Linked DNA regions of Mus musculus: regions 2 and 3 are each linked to region 1. Evidence: chromatin contacts called from public Hi-C and promoter capture Hi-C data. All regions are on one chromosome and are shown on one strand. The core of a region is the stretch at or near the end of the contact, and the rest is flanking DNA. Distances in the headings are between cores, read along the strand shown. Region 1 has its middle 52 kb from the start of Szt2. Region 2 overlaps Ptprf (protein tyrosine phosphatase, receptor type, F). Region 3 overlaps Ptprf (protein tyrosine phosphatase, receptor type, F).

Region 1 (2,700 bases), core at 140-2,639:
GACAATTACTGTGGCACCTATCATGTCTTCAGATCACCATCCTGAGCAGTAACAATCTGAAAAACAGTAATTGTAGCCCAAACTATACAAACGGTGCAAGGAAGCCGGGTCTGTAGCAAAGCTTTGAGATGATGAAATGTTAGCACAGAATATGCTAGCAGGTGGTAGGCATGCGCACAGAAGGTCTTAAAGTTCTGTTTTTATTAAATATGAAACTGATACACAAAATTGGTGCCTACAAAACATATGTAAGCGATAAAGAAGCGAGACATAATTAGCATACATGGCTGTCCCCACCCAGTTTAAGGGAAGGGATGTCGGTGACTTCCCAGGTCTCCAGTACCATCTTTTTCTCTCCCCTCCAGACACAATCATGCTTTGTGATTGCTATTCACATTTTTTAAAAACAGAGATGTTAGCCAGGAAGTGGTGGCACAGGTCTTTAATTCCAGCACTTGGGAGGCAGAGGCAGGCAGATTTCTTAGTTTGAGGCCAGCCTGGTCTACAGAGTGAGTTCCAGGATAGCCAGGGCTATACAGAGAAACCCTGTCTCGGAAACCAAACAAAACCCAGAGATGTTTGTATCTCCTCATGTGGTGGTGGCTTCTCTGCCTTTGTATAAGTGGAAACAGGGCTGGTGACAAGGCTTAGTGGGTAAGAGGCTTGCTGCACAAGCCTGGACCTAAGTTCAACCCCAGGATCCCACCACAGAAGAGATTCGTTCCCAGTATCCATGTCCTGTTCCAGCGAGTCTTAACAGTACAGGCACCCACACTCAAGTGCACACCTACCTGCTGACACATGCATATAAATCAGACAAAAATCTTTGACAAAATAAAACTGGAAGCACGCCATGCCATACATATTTCTCTCAAAATGATGTTTCTGAGATTTTTAAATACCATCACCTTAATGTTTTCACTTTGAGCCAAACTTTACTTGCTCCAGTACGAGAGGAAACTCAATTTTGAGCCTGAGCTACCAGCTTTGCCTTTCCCTCTCTGTGGGACACGGTAATGGTACTACCACTCATCCGTGTGTGTCTGTGGATGTTTGGCCCATGTTAGCCTTTTGCTGGGTAAGCTATGTGGTTATGAATATCACGAGGCTTATTCCTGCCACACTTGTGCAAATGTTTCTTCAGGGAATACACCTGAATGAGGAACTGCTGGATCCAGGGCGTATCAGCTTTTAGAGATCATGCCAAATTGTTTTCCAAAGCGGTTAGAGTGATTTCCGTTCGCACTGGCATTGGGGAAGCTTGCCAGTTGTTCTAAATCCTATCGGCTATCTGCCATGGACTTTCATTTTTGCCGACCTGGAATGTATCAGATGGATCTCACTGAGGGTTCACTTGTGTTGTACACAGGACTGCAGAAGGTTTCAACACTGCACAGATGGATGCTATCACATGACCAGATGAGACTCTGGACTCTGCCTTGAACTTTAGCTCTCATCCATTAGCTAATCCAGGTTGTTGATCCCACAATGAAACATTACTCCTATGCAAATTCTCTGGGCAAAAGTTAAAACTTGGCATAATAATTTAGTATGATGCCTGGGACAGAAAGTGCTAGAAACTATAGATGATCAAGTTATGAATGAAGAAAATACTTTGTAGGCTGGGGTGTAGTTTGGTGAAAAATCACGTGTTCCATGTACAGGGACCTGGGTTCTAATCCTAGCATGGAAAAAGGGGGGAGAATTGTTTTCATGGACACTGTGCTCCATATTTTATTGAAAGCCATAAGGGAGTCAAGAGGAATTGCGAGTCATGTCCACCTAGTTCATAAAACTCTCTCTGCTGCCATAAAGGAATATGGAGAGGGTGTGGCTCACTGTGGGTTAGAACATTTAGTTCCTGATTCAGAACTCAGGAGGTGGAGATGCGACTAGGATTTAATTACAATTACCTTGGTACAAGTGAGATTTACAGCAAAGAGCTAATAAAGATGTCTTCCCTTGGGTGTCACTCTGGATTGTAAACCTGCTGATTGATTAACAAGCTAAACTTAGTTAAGAGGCCACAACCTGATCGGACTCTAGCCGAGAGACATGTGCCAAACAAGCCAAAGGTCCAAGAGAAAATTCAACGGCAAACGGGCAAGAAATCAGGTGATGCACCAGTGAGCTGGTGGGTCTGAGGCTGAGCCGCAGGGGTGGAACCTCTAAGCTCGAGGCTTGAGGATGGGATGAGCCTGGTCCTGAGCTGGATGTCCTGAGCTGGAGCTGAGCAGAGCAGTGGAAGCTGGCTGGGGGCATCTGCAGCGCTCAGCAAGTAGACTGGCTTCATTATGATAGCAATGACCTGTGAATAGTTAGTTAATGGCTGAGCGCTAAAACTCGAGGGTAGAGCTCAGCCTCATAAAACTTCTTTTTCTTTTCTTTTCTTGTTTGGTTGGTTTGGGTTTCTGAAAGAGGGTTCCTCTGTTTAGCCTTGGCTGTCCTAGAACTAGTTCTGTAGACCAGGCTGGCCTCGAATCACAGATATCTGTCTACCTTGGAGGTGCTGGGATTAAAGGCTTGTGCCACCATCACCCAGCTTCCTTTCTTTTTCTCAGACAAGGTCTTCCTACATTCCTCAGGCTGGCCTTAAACCCACAGTGACCCTGTCTCAGTCTCCTCAGTATTTGGGATCAGAGGTGTACACGATCCTTATAAATATACCTTTCAGAAAGCACTATATCATTGCTATTAGGA
Region 2 (2,700 bases), core at 143-2,642, 81 kb before region 1:
CCTGAGGGTTCACCCTTAGCAGAGGCAGGGTCCCAGCCTCTTCACCTGGTTTCCACCATCAAGTCCCAGCCTGGTCTCTGTAACCAAATGACCAAGGTGCCAGCAGGAAGACCCTGGAACTCTGCCCTAAAGCAGCTCCTCTCACTCCCCACTCCTACGGTGGTCAGGACTGTCCTGCCCCTTCGCTTATTCACCAACCCCCTCTAGACCCGGAGCTGGAAATGTCTAAACTCTCAGCCTGCCAGGGCAGACAGACTGAGGGCGAAGCGCCACAAGAGCATATGAGGGCTGCAGAGGACCAGGGCATGACCACACTGCTGCTACAGGAAGCAGTGACAGTTGAGTCAGTTCTGGTCATGTAAAGGGAGGGAAAACATACCCCCTCCACACCTTGTTTGTTTTTGGAGACAGTCACGTAGCCCAGGCTTGTCTTCAACTTACTACAGAGCCAAGATCCCCTAGAACTCTTAATCCTCCTGCTTCCACCTCTCAAATGCTAGGGATACAGGCCCACGTCATCACACCTGACTGCGAGAGTGCAAACAGAAGGCATGAAGGATGCCTGGACACGGAGCTCTGTGCAGCCGAAAGGAGAGAGCACAGCGGGGCCGGTGGAGGGTAGGGTAGCAGAGAGTCAGACACTAAAGCTCACTCTCCAGGCAGTTGGGGAGCGAAGAGACGCAACCCAATTCCCACTGTAGACTAGAGACTGGGTTCAGAGGAATGGGACTGAGGCAGGGAACCATCAGAAGGTTCCCTGGTGCACACTCAAACTCAAGCAGAAGCTGAAGAAGGCTTGGCAGAAGGGGGCAGGGAGAGCAGAGAGTGCATTCCAAAGACACTCAGAAGCTAGAGGCCACAGAACCTGGGGACAGATCACACGGGGGGAAGAGGGGGGTGTGGAAGGGGGAGAGGAGCTGCCAGAAGGCCCAGCTTTTTGACTTGGTAACCAGGTGGACAGTAATGCCAGTCACAGAGAAAACCAGGGGGCAGGCAGGATGGTGGGACGGACGGGCGCAGGCTGGGGTGTGCTGGGTCAGAGGGAAGATAGAGAAGGCAGTTATTTTCCTAGGCCTCACTGTTTCTCAAAACTCAGTGGCATGTCTCCCCTGCTGTCAGGGCCCTGAGACAATCTGAGAAGAGTGACAACAGTCCTTCACCATGTCAATGCCAGTCACACACCTAGGGTGCTGGGCCCCAGATCACTTCCCTCTGCTGCCTCTGCAGCCCCAGCCAGGGCTAAGGATCACCTTCACACTACCCCTTTCTAAGGCTTTCCACCTGACTTCTCTTCTAGACCCCTAGCCCTGCACTCCACTGGCTAGACTCTCCAGAGAAAGGCCCTCTCCCTCCCATTCTCCCTTATCCAGGGCCCAGCCTCTGAGGACAAAGGGAGGGGTGCTCCAGGGCCACCCTCTTCTATGACTGGCTCCTGAATTATTAATGAGCCATTTAGATAGAGCCCTGGTGGGACAAGGCTCTTGTCTAGAGACCCAGAGGGGATAGAGGGATCCCTATGGCCTGCTATCCTGGGGTCTGACCCCTGGGTTGGCCCTGGACTGCCTCTGGGTTCAGGACAGGCTGGGAATAGCCCCTTCCCCCCAAGGGACCTCAGCTCCGACCTTGCCCCTCCCCCCAGTCTGCAGATTGGCTAAGCCTGTCCTGTGCTCCGCCTCCTACCAGTAACCAAGCAGTGGTAACCATGGTGACAGGGCGGGCTATGGCCAGTCTTATAGTGCCAGGCAGGGGGAAGGGCAGCAGCAGGGAAGAGACCAAAGTTCAGAGTTGGATTGGAGTAGGGGACAAATCATCCCCCCAACACACAAACACACAGACTCAGTTTCATTCCCTGCCCCCTCTCTCCTTCCTGCAAGCCAAGTGACAAGTCCTTCCCTATTTTCCAGGGACTGCAGGCCGCCTCAGGGAAGGATATGGGCAACTGCTTCTGAATCCTCCCTGGCTCTGCAGACATGTCTGGTGCCCTGCTTCCTTCTGCTCGGGGCCTTCTACAGAGATCTGCAATGTGGACAAAGTACATGCCTATGCACGTCACACAAAGATCACATGAATCCAAGACACGGCTCCCCAGCTCTATATAACAGGGTCACGCTTAGACATGCAGCACTCTGCAGAGCCTAAGGGATACCCAGGTGCTCAGCAGGATGTTCAGAGGAAGTAGGAGCACGTACTCCTTAGAAGAGGGCTTTCCCAGTGCAGGTCTCTAGGGCAGGAGGACTAGTGGGTTATCTATGGTCATCCTGTTTCTTCTTCCTGGGACCTGGTCCGGTATTGCATTTTAGAGACCTGCTAGGAGCTAAGTCGATTTTCAACATGATGTATCTGTATGATGAGGAGTCAGACTTACTGTCGCCATGAGCACCTGCCATCAAACCAAGCATCACGAGAGCAGGCACAAGGGGCACCATCCTCCTCCCTGGGGCTGGCTCGGGAGCCATCCAGGGTTCTAGCTCCACAGCCAGCCACAGCCTAAGACAATCCACCTGTAATGGAGAGAAAGGCAGAGCCAATTAGCCAGTGTCCCCCTGAGTCCCCACTGCACATGCTCTTCCCCACCCCACTCCCACCCACCCTCACTGCCCATTCAGACAGTTCAGCAGTCCCACACTGGACCATGCAATGGCTACCCAAACTCCCTCACCACTGAAGGTCAACCATCCTATGGAAAGAGTGCAGAGACCT
Region 3 (2,700 bases), core at 29-2,528, 130 kb before region 1:
GACAGAGGGGTAGGTGGGAAAGGAAGAGGCTGTAAGAGGAGTAGGGAGAGGAGAGAAGGAAAAGGGGATGGAGAGTAGCTAGACTAAACTCCTACAGTGAGAGAAAAGACAAAAGGAAGGGACAAAAAGGGGGCGGAGGGTGGCGAGTCTCATCTAGAGGGAGCACAGGGGAGGCAGGCTGGGCTATGCACATCTGGTGGGGATACACACCACATGCTTCTTTCTGATCTTACTGGGGCCCAGGGCTGCACAGATGGTTCTATTGGGTGGATAAGGGCAGGCTGGGGTGTCCTTGAAAAGAGTCACACAGGGGATACCTAGGCCCTGGGGCCAGGCTGGATAAGTGCACCATCTGGTCTCCCACTGGCCCAAAGCAGAATGACAAAGTCCCAGGGGGTGGAAGGCTACAAGGGCAGGCCTTGTCTTCCGTGGCCTCCCTGGAGCCTGCTTGGGCATATTCCTTGTAAAGAACACAAATATGGGGACAATGTCCCTGGTCTTATTACCCAACCCCCTTCAAACTCTTGGGGACCAGCACACAAAAGTACTCGAAGTGACTTTCCTGAAACCACAGAGGCTGCAGCTGTGGCGCCAGACTCCTAGGATGGGAGGGGCTGGATGGAGTCATTCTCTGGATGTTTCTGAGCGGGTGTGTCTGCTGAGACTTTGTGAGGAGCCCTCAACCTGCCCCAGGAATGCAGGCTGATGAACACACCCACCTCCCCCACCCTTGGGTCCTTCAGCATAGACAGGTTGGGAGAAGAAAGAGGGTACCCTCTGGGTAGAAAAGAATTTTGGCTCAGAGGGTGGAGCTTAGCCAAAGGTATGAAAGCAGTTTGTCTGTGTGGGGGTTCATCCCTCAGCACAGCCTGCAGAATATGGGGTTCCCACTTGGTTGGGGAGGGAATCTAGGATCTTTCTGTTGGGACTTGAAGCTGGCCCAAGAATCATCAGGACCTGGTTCTAGACAGGGAGACCAAGGACAGACAACACAGTTTTTCCTATACTTGATTAGTCCTTTCCCAGGGTAGAGACTTGGTTCCTCTCCAATCCCTGCCACCTACATGCTGGCTCATTCTGGCCACACATATAATCTCACAGTATTCGGTGCTCCTTGATGGACTAGCAAGGTGGGGGTCAGAATACTGACCTCACTGTAAGCCTGTGGGCAGATGCCCCAGGAAGACAGAAGCTTCCAACAGAAAAGGGCTGGCAGGTCCAGCCCTGGAGAGAAACACTCAGGTCAAGAGCAGAGTGACACTCAGGTCATTATTTGCAGAGCTTTGCCTCAGTCACTGGCTTGAGGCCATGGAGGATGGAGAAAAGTCTTGTCTGCCCCTGGCTGTGCAGTCCAGGTGATGCTAAGAACAGTATTGCCTGGGACAGCAGTTCAGCTCAAAGCCACAGCAAATGTGCTTTCTGCAAACCACAAGGATGAAGCCAGTGTGCTGTGCAAGGAGCCTGGGGGTCTTTGGGAGCAGCCCCGTGAGCACTGGCAACTAAGACTGCTACCTGGGTGGAGGGGGTAGCAGGACCTAGGTTAGCACAGCTTAACAATCCTAACAGAAGAACAAAGTCTCTGGAACATGAGCCTCACCTCCCGATCTCAATAACTCCTGCCCAGACAGTCCAAGGCAGCTCCAATGACCATAAAAGGCATAACCACCTCTGAGGGCAGGCATTGGAGGGACAAATCTGGGCTCTAGGGGGTCACTGTGACACACTGGTCACTGTTTACCCTGCCACCTAGCACCGTCAATGACATACCTGAGCCTCAGCCAGCATGACATCCTGGATGATGGGTTGGCCTCGGGGCTCACCATTCTCCAACCGCACATAGGTGACCTGGTAGCCACGAATCTGTCCGTGCTGCTTGTTGGGGACGGGCAGCTTCCAGGAGACATGCACAGCAGTGGAGTTCAGAGGCTCAACCTCTACCTTCCGTGGTGGCCCGCTAGGCACTAGGGGCCAGGCAGAGAAGAGAGTCAGATATGGAGCAACAGCGCCTGGCTTAGGCACGTACAGCTAACTTTAGGGCCGTGACTCTGCACCTGCCCCCTTGGGAAAGGTTCCAATGTTGTTTCTTTGGCTGGCTGATTTGCCTGCCGAGGGCCATCCCTATGGGTCCCTCTAGCAGGGCTACTTATTCATGGGAAACATAGATGTGGGGAACAGCTGGAAGTGAGGTACCACACCTTCAACTACCTAGGCTCACACCATCTGTAACAAATTTCATTAGTATCCAGACAAAGCCCACTTGAGTCTTTTGCACTCATCTTCTCAATCCTGGCTCTCATATTAGGTGGGGCTGCTGCTTCTGCCACAGCCCTGTACGGTTTTAAAGCTTCAGTTATCTTGGAGACGGCTCAGAAGCCAGGACCTGGATACGGGATACCCCACCAACTACATCGCCCCAGAGTTTAGACCATTAAGCCTAAATTTAGAAAATGAGTCTGTCAGGTCCTGTGGAGGGATCTTGGGTGCTTGGCAGACAGCCTCAGGTGGCATGCTTCTCATCCCCACCCCTCCTCATAACAATGTTACCCACTGCAGCCTACCGTCCTCATCGGTGCGCACCAGCACCGGGCTGCTCTCAGGGCCAGGGCCCACATCTGTGTGTGCCCGCACCCACACCCGGTACTCCGTCCACTTCTCCAGGCCCAGCAGGTCCCAGCTGGAATGCTCACGGCTGATGCCATC

What was found. Promoter capture Hi-C pulls out the DNA fragments that hold promoters and counts their contacts. A called contact is a pair of places that touch in the nucleus more often than the background predicts.
Region 2: a Hi-C map of liver shows a contact between it and region 1, with 2.0 times the contacts expected there. The contact joins two enhancer-like sites. A contact is called at or near these places in 1 of 39 promoter capture datasets (liver), 2 of 484 Hi-C or Micro-C datasets (both in liver), 2 of 115 datasets of contacts at active chromatin or transcription factors (embryonic stem cells and pancreatic cancer cells) and 2 of 9 other capture datasets (adipose tissue and pancreatic islet).
Region 3: a contact with region 1 is called in a promoter capture Hi-C map of liver, with 2.9 times the contacts expected there. The contact joins two enhancer-like sites. A contact is called at or near these places in 7 of 39 promoter capture datasets (the HPC-7 cell line, cranial neural crest, embryonic stem cells and 3 more), 8 of 484 Hi-C or Micro-C datasets (the G1E-ER4 cell line, embryonic stem cells and liver) and 3 of 115 datasets of contacts at active chromatin or transcription factors (embryonic stem cells and pancreatic cancer cells).

The regions. Positions count from the first base shown.
Region 1 is chr4:118,355,567-118,358,266 of GRCm38.p6, forward strand. No RefSeq gene overlaps it. Among named protein-coding and RNA genes, the nearest start is that of Szt2, 52 kb to the right of the region's middle. Within about 2 kb of position 1,390, at least 11 of the 459 cell types and tissues checked have an H3K27ac peak or open chromatin away from gene starts, as enhancers often do. A contact at or near this core is called in liver, where this site is marked.
Region 2 is chr4:118,274,984-118,277,683 of GRCm38.p6, forward strand. Ptprf (protein tyrosine phosphatase, receptor type, F) reads right to left here. Exons shown (of 33, transcript NM_011213.2): 3 at 2,366-2,501. The coding sequence starts at 2,456. Among named protein-coding and RNA genes, the nearest start is that of Ptprf, 15 kb to the right of the region's middle. Within about 2 kb of position 1,393, at least 163 of the 459 cell types and tissues checked have an H3K27ac peak or open chromatin away from gene starts, as enhancers often do. A contact at or near this core is called in liver, where this site is marked.
Region 3 is chr4:118,228,928-118,231,627 of GRCm38.p6, forward strand. Ptprf (protein tyrosine phosphatase, receptor type, F) reads right to left here. Exons shown (of 33, transcript NM_011213.2): 12 at 2,559-2,700; 13 at 1,768-1,961. Among named protein-coding and RNA genes, the nearest start is that of Mir7226, 20 kb to the left of the region's middle. Within about 2 kb of position 1,279, at least 42 of the 459 cell types and tissues checked have an H3K27ac peak or open chromatin away from gene starts, as enhancers often do. A contact at or near this core is called in liver, where this site is marked.